3 separate regions of the Gossypium hirsutum genome follow, and all the other regions are linked to region 1. A link is a contact called in public Hi-C data. All regions are on one chromosome and are shown on one strand. The core of a region is the stretch at or near the end of the contact, and the rest is flanking DNA. Distances in the headings are between cores, read along the strand shown.

Region 1 (4,113 bases), core at 616-3,115:
TCCAGATTGAAAGCATCTATTTTTTTACATTCTAAATTTTAAGCGTTGTTGGATTTGTTATGTTTAATTTAATATCTCACATTTATCAAACTATTTAATTTTATATAAGTTTAAGTGGTGTTTAATCTCTTTTGTAAATGCCTTGAACATTGAGCGATGTTAAATCACTTTTTTCGTTCGAGGAAAGAACAAATTCATTAGAAAGGGTACAAAGGTCCAAAAGTCTAGCAAAACAAGGGCTAAAATGGGGAGAAAATACAAGAACTCCGGTCCCGATAAAACTGTCATACTCTTGACTTTCAAATCTGCTACCGAAGGGAAACCAAGACCAAAAGAGAGTCTAAAAGGATCGCGGACACTGAGGAGCATGTCGGTGTACATAATAATTAAATCATTTTTGATAAAGGTCTTTAGTAGTTTTACTTATCTACATGGTAATTACATTGGACAAATTTCTTTGATGGAAGGAAGTTTATAAATAAGCCCCTAATTCAGGTGATTAAAGAATAGACATTGTTTTCCATCATGAGAGATTGATAATTTCACAACGTAGTTTGTATTTCAACATTGGCTATGACTAGAGGTTAGTACCTTTATTAGTTTATTATGCTTTCGCATCAATACAATAATTTCTATTCATTGAGGAACTATTTTTGTGAGAAAATACAAACTTTATTAGTTTGTGTTTCAAAATTGATATATGTTTTGAGGCTTGTCTAGGTTAATGTATGAGAGCTTATTGAGAGCACTTGAATCTATTCATCGAGGATCTGTTTTTATGAGAGAGTGCAAACTATATTGTAAACATTGAAGTGTTTACTGCCCAAGTTCTCAGAGGGAGGATTTAGAGGTGAGCATTCTAGTCTTTAGGTACAAATGTGAGATCTCTATACTTGGGGAGTAATAAAGTGTGAATCAGTTATTGTATTTGATTGAGCCAAGGCATACATACGCCGAGTAGAGAAAATTGCAAATAAATAAACATGAAGTACAATGTTCTGCAAGTGTGACAAGTCAGGTGTAATAAGTGTACAATACGATACTTAGAGTATTCCAAGGATCAAACCTAAAGAAGATTGAGTGATATGATGGATTAATAAAGATAAAAGCATGTGATTAAGGAGGCTAACTAGCTAATGGCTAGAATAAATTATACAAAAAACGATAAAAAAATTGAATTAAACTAAAATATAATTTAAAGGACTAAAGCGAAAAAATACTAAAGTCAGAATAATTATCGAAGAAAATATAGCAGTTGATTAATATCTTCAATAATTAATTCTCAAGTTAGGGTTCTAAATTAGTCAATTTTAATTGGTTCAATTTACCTAATTAGATGATATAGTCTTATTTATCTCTCAATCTTACTAAGCTAGATAGGGATAGTCGAATTCATGCTCAATAAGATATCCTCTCGGTCTCACTTATCTAATTGTTCCCCTAGATTCATCAATTCTAGGTTTCTAAGTTTATTCGATTTAGTCCATATTCTTACAATTTAGTTTCTAAACCTTATATTAAATAATTGACATTTCAATTAATCAACTACAATAGGAATTAGTTCATACCCATTGTAAGTACCCAAATCTGCCCGAGCCCAACAACCAAAAATCAATCCCGAAACAAAACAAAAATATTAAAATCCAAATCAAAAGGCCATCAGTCCAAATATTACAAAACAGCCCAAAACAATTACAATGGCCCAATACCCAAAAAACCCAATTCTAAGCCCAAACAAACCCATAACCCAATACCCAAATAAAACAAATCGGGCCCAAGCGGCCCAAGACCAGATTATCCACAGAAACCCTAGGGTTTCCACCTTAGCGCCGTAGCCTCTAGCCTCCGTACGCTCCCATGCACGACCTCCGTACTCCCCAGCGCCGCTCGTGCCTCTACGTCCTCCCCCATCTGCATGAAGACAAAAACAGCACAGCACAACAGCAAAAAAGAAAAAAGGAGACAAGAAAATATTGTATTTTTCTTTATTTTTCTCATTCGGCTATAAAGCCATCTTCTTTTTCAATTGTATGGGACGCACACTAAAATATACATATTGAATACAACAAAATCGAATTAAAATTATTGGAAAGGTTATTCTCGATCCTTTTTTTTATGTGTGTTTCTTTCTTTTGATTTTGCATGTGGCTCGAATATAAGAAAATAAAAGAACGTTTATCGTCGTAAATAGGCCATCGAAATTCTTGTCTCCTTCACCGAAATCGAAGTTTGGGATGAGATTTCTAAGGGCTGAAATTGATAGGTCTTGAGTTAAGACTCTAATCGAAGTGCGCGCATGTTGATCTCCATCGAATCGTAGTGGTGGCAATTGATTTGCTCAAGTTTTGGGATTAGCCGAATGGTGGTAATGGCTTTTAGGGTTCTTTTTACTCTGATTTCTTTAGAAAGGGAAAGAAATGGTGGCTGTGTTTCACTAGGGTTTTGTTTTTGCCTTTTAAAGGGTATAAAGCGACGACGTTTTAAGCCAATCTCAATGGCTACAAAACGGCACCGTTTCAAGAGCCATAACCCGATCACCCGACCCGTGCCTGGATAGGATCCGCGCTTTGGTCTTTGAGGGTTATTTGCGCGTTAGGTCCCTCTATTTCTCGTTGGTGTCTGATTGGGCCCTCTGTGCATCTTCTTTGTTTTTTTAATTTTTTCTAGAGATTTGCGCGTTATCGCAATTTAATCCGCGCCTAAACGCAGTGTTTTGGGATCTGGTATATTGCCAGTTTTGATCCCCGCACGTTTGCGTGCATTGCGCTTTAGTTCTTCTTTTAATTTTAGTAGTTTATTTTATTTATCAAGTATCCTTTTTAGTTTAATTTTATTTTAATTGAGTCCTTTTGATTTGTATAATTTATTATTATTTTTATTTATTAACTTAATACCTTTTTTTTTACATGTATATACATACTTTTTTTGAGTCATCATGGTAATTTTACCCCCTTTTTTTCATATAAAATCTTTATTTTAAAGTTTCTTTATCATATTGTTTTAAATTTTTTTTGTATAATACCTCATTTAAATATTCATATATATATTATTATGCATATATAATTCATGAAAAAATTAGTTTTTATTCTATATATTATTAATTCTATGTTACTTTACATACATAATTCCTTTTAAACCCAATATGTATATAACTCATATCTCAAGAATATATCTTATTATATATATATTTTTAGAACCTTTCATATTTTACATATTATTTAAATTATCTTCTACCATATGTACATTGTCAATCTTAAATAGATGTATCATTTAAAAAAAAATATTTGGATATGTTGTTGATTCAAATTTCTTCCTTTATAATATCTTTTTAGTAATCCTTTATATATTATTAGTTTTATTTTATACATGTCAATTATTTCAAACCCTAGCATGAATAAATCATTTTTAAAATTTTTATTATTAATGGTTTTTGAATTGTTGCACATTATATTGACTCCTAGTATCCGTATTGTTTTGTATATTATGTATTGTTTTTTAGTTTTCATTTCATTTCACACATGACTGCTGTATTGTTTACTCTTCATTTGTATTATCATTTTAATTTTTATTCATCTATATTTGAAAATTTGTTGCATTTCCTTCTAATATGTTCTTTGGTGAATTATATTTTAGTTTCTTATTAATGTTTTAAAAAAGATATGAACTCATTGCCATGATGTGTTTATTAATTTATTTTTTATGTTTATACTATTATTCTTCGCCAAGTATAGTACTTTATTTGTGCATATTGCCCCATGTTTATAATTTTACTTTTTTGTTTACAAATGTTACTTTGTAATTTGCGACTTTTTGTTTTAAAATTATTTATTCCATTCTATTTCAAGTTAAATTAATGCGTTGTGAGCTAGTTCTATCATTGTTTATTTGAAAATTTACTAAAACAAAGGTAATGATTGATGTTTGGGAACTCGAGGAATCGTGCCCTATCGTGCTGGGTTTTGATTTTTCGTTTGTCCAAAATAATCAAATATTCCTTTGAAATTTCATTCGCATTTTCTAAATTCTAAAATAAGGCAATGTTTAATGTTTGGAAATTCAAGAAATCGTGCCCTACTGTACTGGGTTTCGTGTTTTTTTTGTTGGACTAAATAA
Region 2 (4,113 bases), core at 896-3,395, 690 kb before region 1:
GGTAAAACATATTCCTCAGCTTATCATACTTCTCCATATCAAAATTGTGAGCTCTAATGAGCCGTTTTTGCTTTGTGGTGAATCGGCTTTGGTAAAACCCTTCAAAAGAAGGTTCTTTGGATGTCTTGAGGAAAAATGTATAGGCAGCCATGAAATACATGGATGTGAAGAAGAAACATATTGGTTCCATGACATCCCATGACAGTTCCCAAAAGGTTAGCCTCATGAACCCCGCGGTTTGAACCACCAAATAGACTAGACCCACCCATAGTTCTCGACGGACCAATGAATTGGCTTTTGAATCAATTTTAGCCTTTTGCGTCTCCATTTCTAACAAATGTTTAATTCTCGGGTCATTTGGATTTGGTGTCTGTAAGGGAATCAAACCTCCCACAGCTTTGGCTACCTACAATCACAAAATTCAAAATAATAATAATTGGATTCAATTCAATTTCCCGGCACCTTTTTATTAGGGCTCCAAAATTAACATGAAAAATGAAAGAATGCTACCTTTCAGATTTCACTATCTAAACAACCACCCTCCACAAGCCAAAATGTTAGGGGGCCAAGTAAAATAGTGGACTTAATAACTTGTCATTAATTTAATATCATTTTTCATCAAATAAATAATTTATTTTATTTTTTTATACAATACTTAAAATTAAATAAAATTGATAAACACATTTTATCGCATTTGAAAATAAATCTTCTTATATTAACACCTATAAATTAAAACTCAACATAGTAAACCTTATGCATAATTTACTCTTTCACTAATTATTTTTAATAAATAATGGTATGGATACAGGCAGTGGGTGAGAAACATCTCTATCCCAGGAACCCAGGGTCCACTAGAAGTGTTGAAAACTGAAAATTGTGCTCTATATTGGGTAAAAATCCGGTCCAGAAATACAAAAGACAAAACACATGCACACGCACACAAAACAGTATCAGTTCTCGACAGCTGCTCCTCAAGCAAAAAAATCTATGAAATTGAAATTCGGAAACTATCATTTTCTCCCCCTCCCCCCCCCCCCCGGGCAATTGTAATGGTATAATCTTTAAGCAAAATCACAAATAAAATGGAATATAAAGAGATAATTAATTGCGAAAAAGTTGTACAGCTACCTGTTCGGGTCGCAAAAAGACGAGGTTTCCTAAGACGATGACGCCCCCTGACTCGTCAAGTAATTTGGCGGACTCCAATCCTAGTTTCGGATCCGAAAAACATTCTTCACAAATCCGAATGAAGTTTGAATAGGGAATCCAGTTTTTCCCGGTCTCTCTCAGCCTCGTTTTCATCACCTCCAACAGCGCCACCCTTAGCAACTTCTCCGCTTCCTGATCCGACAGTGCCGCCACCTCATGCACCGTCGTTTTCTCCTCCAAATGCGGGCTCAACCCCTCCAGTCGGATCCGGTCTTTTGACGTGCCAATTCCCCTTAACGTCTCCATTAAATTCTCTCTCATCGGTAGCTTCCTCATTGCCGGTGAAAGCATAGCTCCTTCATGAAGAAACCGACGGCACATTCCATTGCTGTTAACGTTAGCTTTAAAGTCTCCTTGATCCGGCACCATGTTGGTTACATTTTGCAGAACTCGATTGTGAGCCGTTGACGAAGAAGTGCGGCATCTAGTAAGAGCTTGTGAAGACATTTTCGAAATATTAAAAAGCTTCTCCACCAAGGTTTTCTTGAACATGATGAAATTAAAATAAAATAAAATAAAATAAAATAATAAATAAACCTTTTTCTTTTTTCAGAGTGGAGAAGATTTAAAACCTTTGCCCGTTTGGCACAATGAAACGGAGAGTTGGCCATTTTATAGTGTCCAACAATGGAAGAATATGAACAAAAAAGATGAGAAGAAAAATAGGTAAATGAAGATGGGAAATATCGAAGAGAGCGACTTAATCACCCTACACGTGGATGGCTAAGCTTGAACTTCCGAACGCCGTCGTATCATATGAAAAATTTAGCGTTGGCGCCTCTGACTTGCATAAAGCCGGTATAAAATATTGATCTATATGGTTGTAGGTGAGGGACTCATGGTAAATAGAACAGGGTGGCTTACATAGGAAATTTTCTGTGTTTTTGACAGGGCAGCTAACAGCCAAACACAGAAGTGAAACTGAAGACTGTTATGTTTTCACGCAAATGCCACATATGATTTAAAAATATAATAGGAAACAGTTTTAAATTAATGATTGACTGCTTCTTTTAAATAATTACTTCCAATATTGTTAATTAAAGTCACTGTTGTACTCATAAAGAGATTTTTAGATAAGGTTTTTTTAATGGAAAAATTAAACACTGAAATGGTATGTTAATATTGTTATTTATTAAAATAGGATGTTTGAAATAATTTTAATGGGTGAGAGGAGAGAGATGGACGACACTCATGTTTTTTTAACACAATAAATGAAATATCATTATAAAATAATGTATTTTATTTTAAAAGATAATTTTTTAAGGGTGAAGGGAGAGAGATAAGCAACATCAATATAAAAAAAATATCTTTTATGAGTGGAGGGAGAGAGATGGGCTACACTAGTATTTTTTGGTGCAAAAATACGATCTAAATGGTAGAGGGTAAATTTTGTATCGTTTTTGTTACAAGCCAATTTTGACCCACTATACCCATTACAATTAAACCTAACTACCCATTCAGCCCAATATTTAAACCCCATTTACAATCAGACCCACCACTCAAACCTTAACCTATCAAACCCACAACAACCTAATTACTAAACCCCAAATACCCATCTAAACCGAGAGGCCCAATCATAAACCCAAATACATTACAACAAAACCCAAACCCACTACCCAAACCTACCCTCAGCCCAACACTAACCCATACCCACTAAACTAACCCAACAGAAGCCCAAACCCCTTACAACCCAATACCCATTGAAACCCTAGCCACCTACCCCCATCGACAAAGTCACCTCAGCGCCGCAACACCCATGCCGTCTGCCACATCCGCCACCTGCTCCACCTGCAAGACAAGAAAGACACGCAACAGCAACAAAAAGAAAGCAGACAGTGTGACAAAAGAGGCTATAAAGCCGAATGAAAACGTTTGTAACGGGGTTCTTTTTTTTCGAATATTCAAGAAAAACCAAACAATACAAACACAAATCTATATTGAGAAGCAATCTAACAACAGAAAGGTGATTTCTTTGTTCTTTTTCCTCTTTATTTCTATTATCCTTAAATAAATAAATAAAAGATATCGAACCTTACCTCGTTTGGGGCGATCAGAGAGTAGAACCGAAAGGTTTTCTCCTGATTTCAGTTGGCTTTGTTGAGGTTTTTGAACATTTTAACTACAGATCTAAGGTAAGGGGAACCAAAGGGTAAAAAAGGGCCGATTTTGCGATTCCGGCCGCCGTATATGGTGGTCGCCGGCAACGGACGGACGGTGGTCCGATAGCCGGAAATCATCCATGCCAGAGCACTAAACCCTTTCCCTTTTTTTTTTTTAAAAAACAAAGCTGAAATGAAATTTTAGAAAAATTTTGACTTTTATACTATTTATAGAACGGTGCCGTTTTGGCATTAAACCCCAGGACATAAAACGACGCCGTTTCGCCCTGGGTCAGACCGACCCGACCCATACCCGCCTACGATCGCGTGTTTTTGTTCTTAGGGGCTATTTGCGCAATCGGTTCTTCCACATTTTTGGTGTTTTAAATCAGGTTTATATTTATTTATAAATTGGCCCCGAAGTTTGTTATGATTCTCGAATTGATCCTCCCTGATGCGCATTGTTTTAAGGGTTTTGGAAAATTGCTCTTTTGGTCCCCCATAGTTTTATGCGCGTTCTAATAGATCCTTTCCCCTTTATATTTTTTTAAAATTCGCCCCAAAGCTTTGATTTTAATCCAATTTCAGTCCTTTTTCATTTATTTTTCGTATTTACCTTGAATTTCATATTATTTTTCTATTTAATTCAGCTTTAAATATTAATCATGTTATATATATAATATTGTTATCACTATTATTTTTATATATTGTTACTATTATATTATATTTAGCTACATATATATGTTTTCTTTATGTTTCGTTTCTTACTATTATATGCATATATATTTATTATTAATATTGTTAG
Region 3 (4,113 bases), core at 748-3,247, 530 kb before region 1:
TGACCACAGCCTGCCTACAACCTCTCAAGCGTATGGGAAGGAAAATACCAAGGCATATTGGGATACATGAAAGCCAGTAGTTACTAAAATAAAGGGACAAGTAGGATAGTATGACTAACACACTAAATGTGAAGGCCCAAAAAGTAGCCACAGCTACATCAGCCCTGCATGAAGTGAACAGAATCTTGTCAAGAACATGTAGAAGTTTAATTTACAACCAAAGCATGCCAGAGAAATGCTAGAAGGAGACATAATATGTTACAAAGTTCACATAAGGAAATTTTCTGTGAATAAAATGAACAAGTATTTTTTATAGGGACGAGTAGAATGAATATTTCTCAGAGTATAGGCCACAATGCTTTTATATCTATGACGAAACCTGAGAATGGGAAAGATTAAGAATGAATTGTATGTTTTGGCACATTGAAAGATGGATCAGTAGCCTAATACTGAAAAACACTATAGAAATCATCAAGAAAGATCTGTGTTTCAACAGAAATCTAAGTCTTAGCCATCTCAATTATGAACCTCTGCTTCGACAGTCATCAAACTAATTGTTTCCCTACATCTAGAATTAACAAATCGCTATAGTCATTCCTTATCAAGATATATCTCTTATCAATGAATACAAACTCTTATTACCAGCCAAAAAACCAATATGCTTAACAAAGATAACAATCTTCCATCTCCAACACTAGAACTATCATTGACCTTACTATTTTGACTCTGATTCAGAAGCTAAAAACACGATAACAAGAAATGACCCAATACTCTTTGAGTCTTCAATATGGAATCCATCAACGGAAAGTGACAAACCAATGATTCTTTAACAAAGTTAAAAGCTTGAAGAAAATATATGCATTGATCATCTTACTACTTCACAAAACAGTAACTCTGGATAGTTTATTTCAGTATTTGAGGAAATTCTTAGTCAACCTAACTTGACAAGCCTAAATTCCCAAAGTTAAATCTCTCCCAAAAACATCAAGGTATTTAACTTAAAAGTCGTTCTTTGGTCACTTTACGACTTAACCATTACAATTTCAGCGGTGGCTAAAATATGATCTTACTTCCACCAGTTCAGTACATCCACTTCAAATACCATTCTTGAAATAAAACCGTAAACTTTGAACAGGATTCAATAGTCTGGTTCAAGCTAAAAGCGAGAACAATGCATTTGAAGAACATCTTAATCCTATCCAATTTATCATCTCTTCAACTTAATATTAGCCACTAACCAGTAAAATGATCATGGAAGTTGGAACAATACCAAATTCCTAATATTAAAAATTCAATTATTCTCGAACATTACAGAAAAGGCAAATAGTTTTCATCAAATTAATCTTCTTATCAAGACAAAAATAAGAAAAAAAAATCAATCATACTGATTGCAAATCAATCAAACAAGCAATCATGTAAAAATCATACAATAAAAAATGCAAAATTGACACGTTAAAATATACTTTTTTCTAAAAACAAAGTAAATAAACAAACAACAATGAAAAAGAAGATAAAAAGCAAACGTACCGGGAAGCGATATGGGGTTTGGGAGAGAAAAAGATAAGACGAGGGTACGTGTTTTGAGATCGGATCTGGTAATCTCTGAGTTGCTCTACGAGTTTAGACCGAGTTATCATGTCGCAAAACTGGATGTCTTTCTACTCCGATCTCTCTTTGGGCTCTCTGCTAATGAATTTAGGACAGTAAAAGCTCGAATTGTGTTGATTTTTGGCGGAATTTGAATTGGAAGAGTTTAGTTGCGATCGGAGTGTATGATTAAATGAATCAAACGCAGGAAGCAAGTAGTGAACTTTTAGGTTGGCTTTTGTTTACAGTGAATTTTGGCTCATTTCGGGTGCGGAAGAGTAACTGATTTTTCACTGATTCGGGTTCGAGAGGATCCGCACCTCCTGATTCCGACTACAATACATCCACAATGGAGCCACCGGGTGCCCAAACTGATTGGTCTTTTTCAACTCGGTCGTTTTTGCATTACTACTAGCCCTTTCCATATTTATAAATATAATTTTGTTATGAATTATGATTTTGGAAAAATATTATTTGCTTTTTCTTTTACATGTATTTATTAGGAATTGAACTCGCACCACAACTAGTTTACATCAAAAAATTTATGAATATTATTATCGTCAGAAAAGAAAAGAAAAAAAAATCAAATCTATGACATTCAATGACTTTAATATCTTTAGTAATTCGACCACCATGAGAATTTTATAATTTATGCGTCAAAAGTTTTATAAAAATCTGTTTATCTATATGATATCAAATTTATATACAGAGATTTGCAACAAGTTCTTTTATAAATATATATATATTTTTGGTCGATTGATTTATTTTATTTTTATCTTTTCAAGGAAGGTGAAAAACTAATCTTAGTATGAATTTTGATTTTTGATCTTAAATTTATTCAGCATTTGTAAAATCCCTAACCTGTCTCCGTCACCTGATTAGTGTTATAGAGTATTACCAAAAAATTGAAAAACATTTAGCATCATATTATTAAATAAATTAATCTTAATTAAAAATCAATCAATCATATGCATTTTGTCCCTTAATCGAGCCTTCAAGGCCCTAAAAATAGCTTAGAAGCAATTCAGGACTAATTTGAAACAAAACAAAAAATTTGAGAAAAAGTTAAAAATTTTGAAAACAGGGGTCACACATCCTTGTAAAAATTGAATAAAGGGACACACGGTCATGTCCCAGCCCGTATCTCTACCTGTGTAACTCACTGAGTTGAGTCACATGGCCGTATCACAGGCCGTGTGTCAGACCGTGTAACTCTCTAACTTGCAACACACGGCCATGTCGCAGGTCGTGTGTTAGGCCATATGTAACACCCCTAACCCATATCCACCGTCGAAACAGGGTTTCGAAGCATTACTAGAATTTGTAGATCACTTAAAAAAATTTTAATTAAATACTTACCGATTCAATGCATCATATAAATAAATATATTACCATTCAATCAATAGCTTGGCACTTGTCTAAGCATCAAACAACAACATTGTTAGTATACTAGTACATATATCATATAAATTCAACATTGATATACTTATTTTCTCGACATGTCACACTTGAGTTTAATAATTGTCTTTACTTACATAATTTCCTTGTATCAACATATCAAAGATAATCATATATATACATGTCATAAAACATATCATTCTCTTACCGTTTCTTCATAAGTATATATCATTCATTTTATTATATCAATATTTCATGCTCCATCATTTCCATATATTTTATGTATATTTATTCCGGTAATAGTTTATATCAAACTTAACATAAATTATATTCCATGTACTTATACTTATTTCGTTTATCTATCTTCATAATTATTTCATACAACTATTTTGTACATATATTTCCACATGATCAGTTCTTGTAAACATTTCATACAACCATTTCATATAATCATTCGTCATCTGATACATATTATCTGAATATCAATTGTTCAACAGATGTCATATCATCTCCCATCCATGGTCTTATTTATCTTTGACATGATGCCATAGTGTCTTTCAACTATAGTCTTACTCATTTCATGTCATGTTGCCATGGTATCTTTCAACCATGGTCTTATTCATTTCATGTCACGTTGCCATGGTATCTTTCAACCATGGTCTTTTTCATTTCCCATCATGTTGCCATGGTATCTTTCAACCATGGTCTTTTTCATTTCATGTCACGTTGCCATGGTATCTTTCAACCATGGTCTTACACATTTCATATCATGTTGCCATGGTATCTTTCAACCATGGTCTTACACATTTCATATCATGTTGCCATGATATCTTTCAACCATGGTCTTACATATTTCATTTCAAAAAACACACTCCCGCAAGCCTCATCCTTACAGCGGGATTACCAGTCCAGGCTAAATCCCCTGCAACAACAATTACTCTAATGAGTTTGGATCTGAATTAGCAGTTCAGGCTAAATTCAGTCCCTAATTCAGATTACCCGTCCGAGCTAAATCCATTTTACACGTATTCTTCCGGAGGGCTATATCAGGATAGGTCACCCGTCCGGGCTAGATCATTTTTACCGTCAATTCCTTTTCAGAGATCCATCGAATTTTCCTTTCATTCA

The links. A called contact is a pair of places that touch in the nucleus more often than the background predicts.
Region 2: a Hi-C map of callus shows a contact between it and region 1, with 7 times the contacts expected there. The contact joins the promoter of LOC107897523 here to the enhancer-like site in region 1. A contact is called at or near these places in 2 of 34 Hi-C or Micro-C datasets (callus and leaf).
Region 3: a Hi-C map of leaf shows a contact between it and region 1, with 2.1 times the contacts expected there. The contact joins the promoter of LOC107900635 here to the enhancer-like site in region 1. A contact is called at or near these places in 2 of 34 Hi-C or Micro-C datasets (both in leaf).

What each region holds. Positions count from the first base shown.
Region 1 is chrA10:19,620,701-19,624,813 of Gossypium_hirsutum_v2.1, forward strand. No RefSeq gene overlaps it. Among protein-coding and RNA genes, the nearest start is that of LOC107897621, 4.0 kb to the left of the region's middle. Within about 2 kb of position 1,866, at least 9 of the 9 cell types and tissues checked have an H3K27ac peak or open chromatin away from gene starts, as enhancers often do. A contact at or near this core is called in leaf, where this site is marked.
Region 2 is chrA10:18,931,284-18,935,396 of Gossypium_hirsutum_v2.1, forward strand. It overlaps LOC107897523 (calcium uniporter protein 2, mitochondrial), which reads right to left and starts at 2,146. Exons shown (of 2, transcript XM_016823006.2): 1 at 1,129-2,146; 2 at 1-406. The coding sequence starts at 1,701.
Region 3 is chrA10:19,093,297-19,097,409 of Gossypium_hirsutum_v2.1, forward strand. It overlaps LOC107900635, which reads right to left and starts at 1,998. Exons shown (of 2, transcript XM_041078948.1): 1 at 1,528-1,998; 2 at 1-164. The coding sequence starts at 1,637.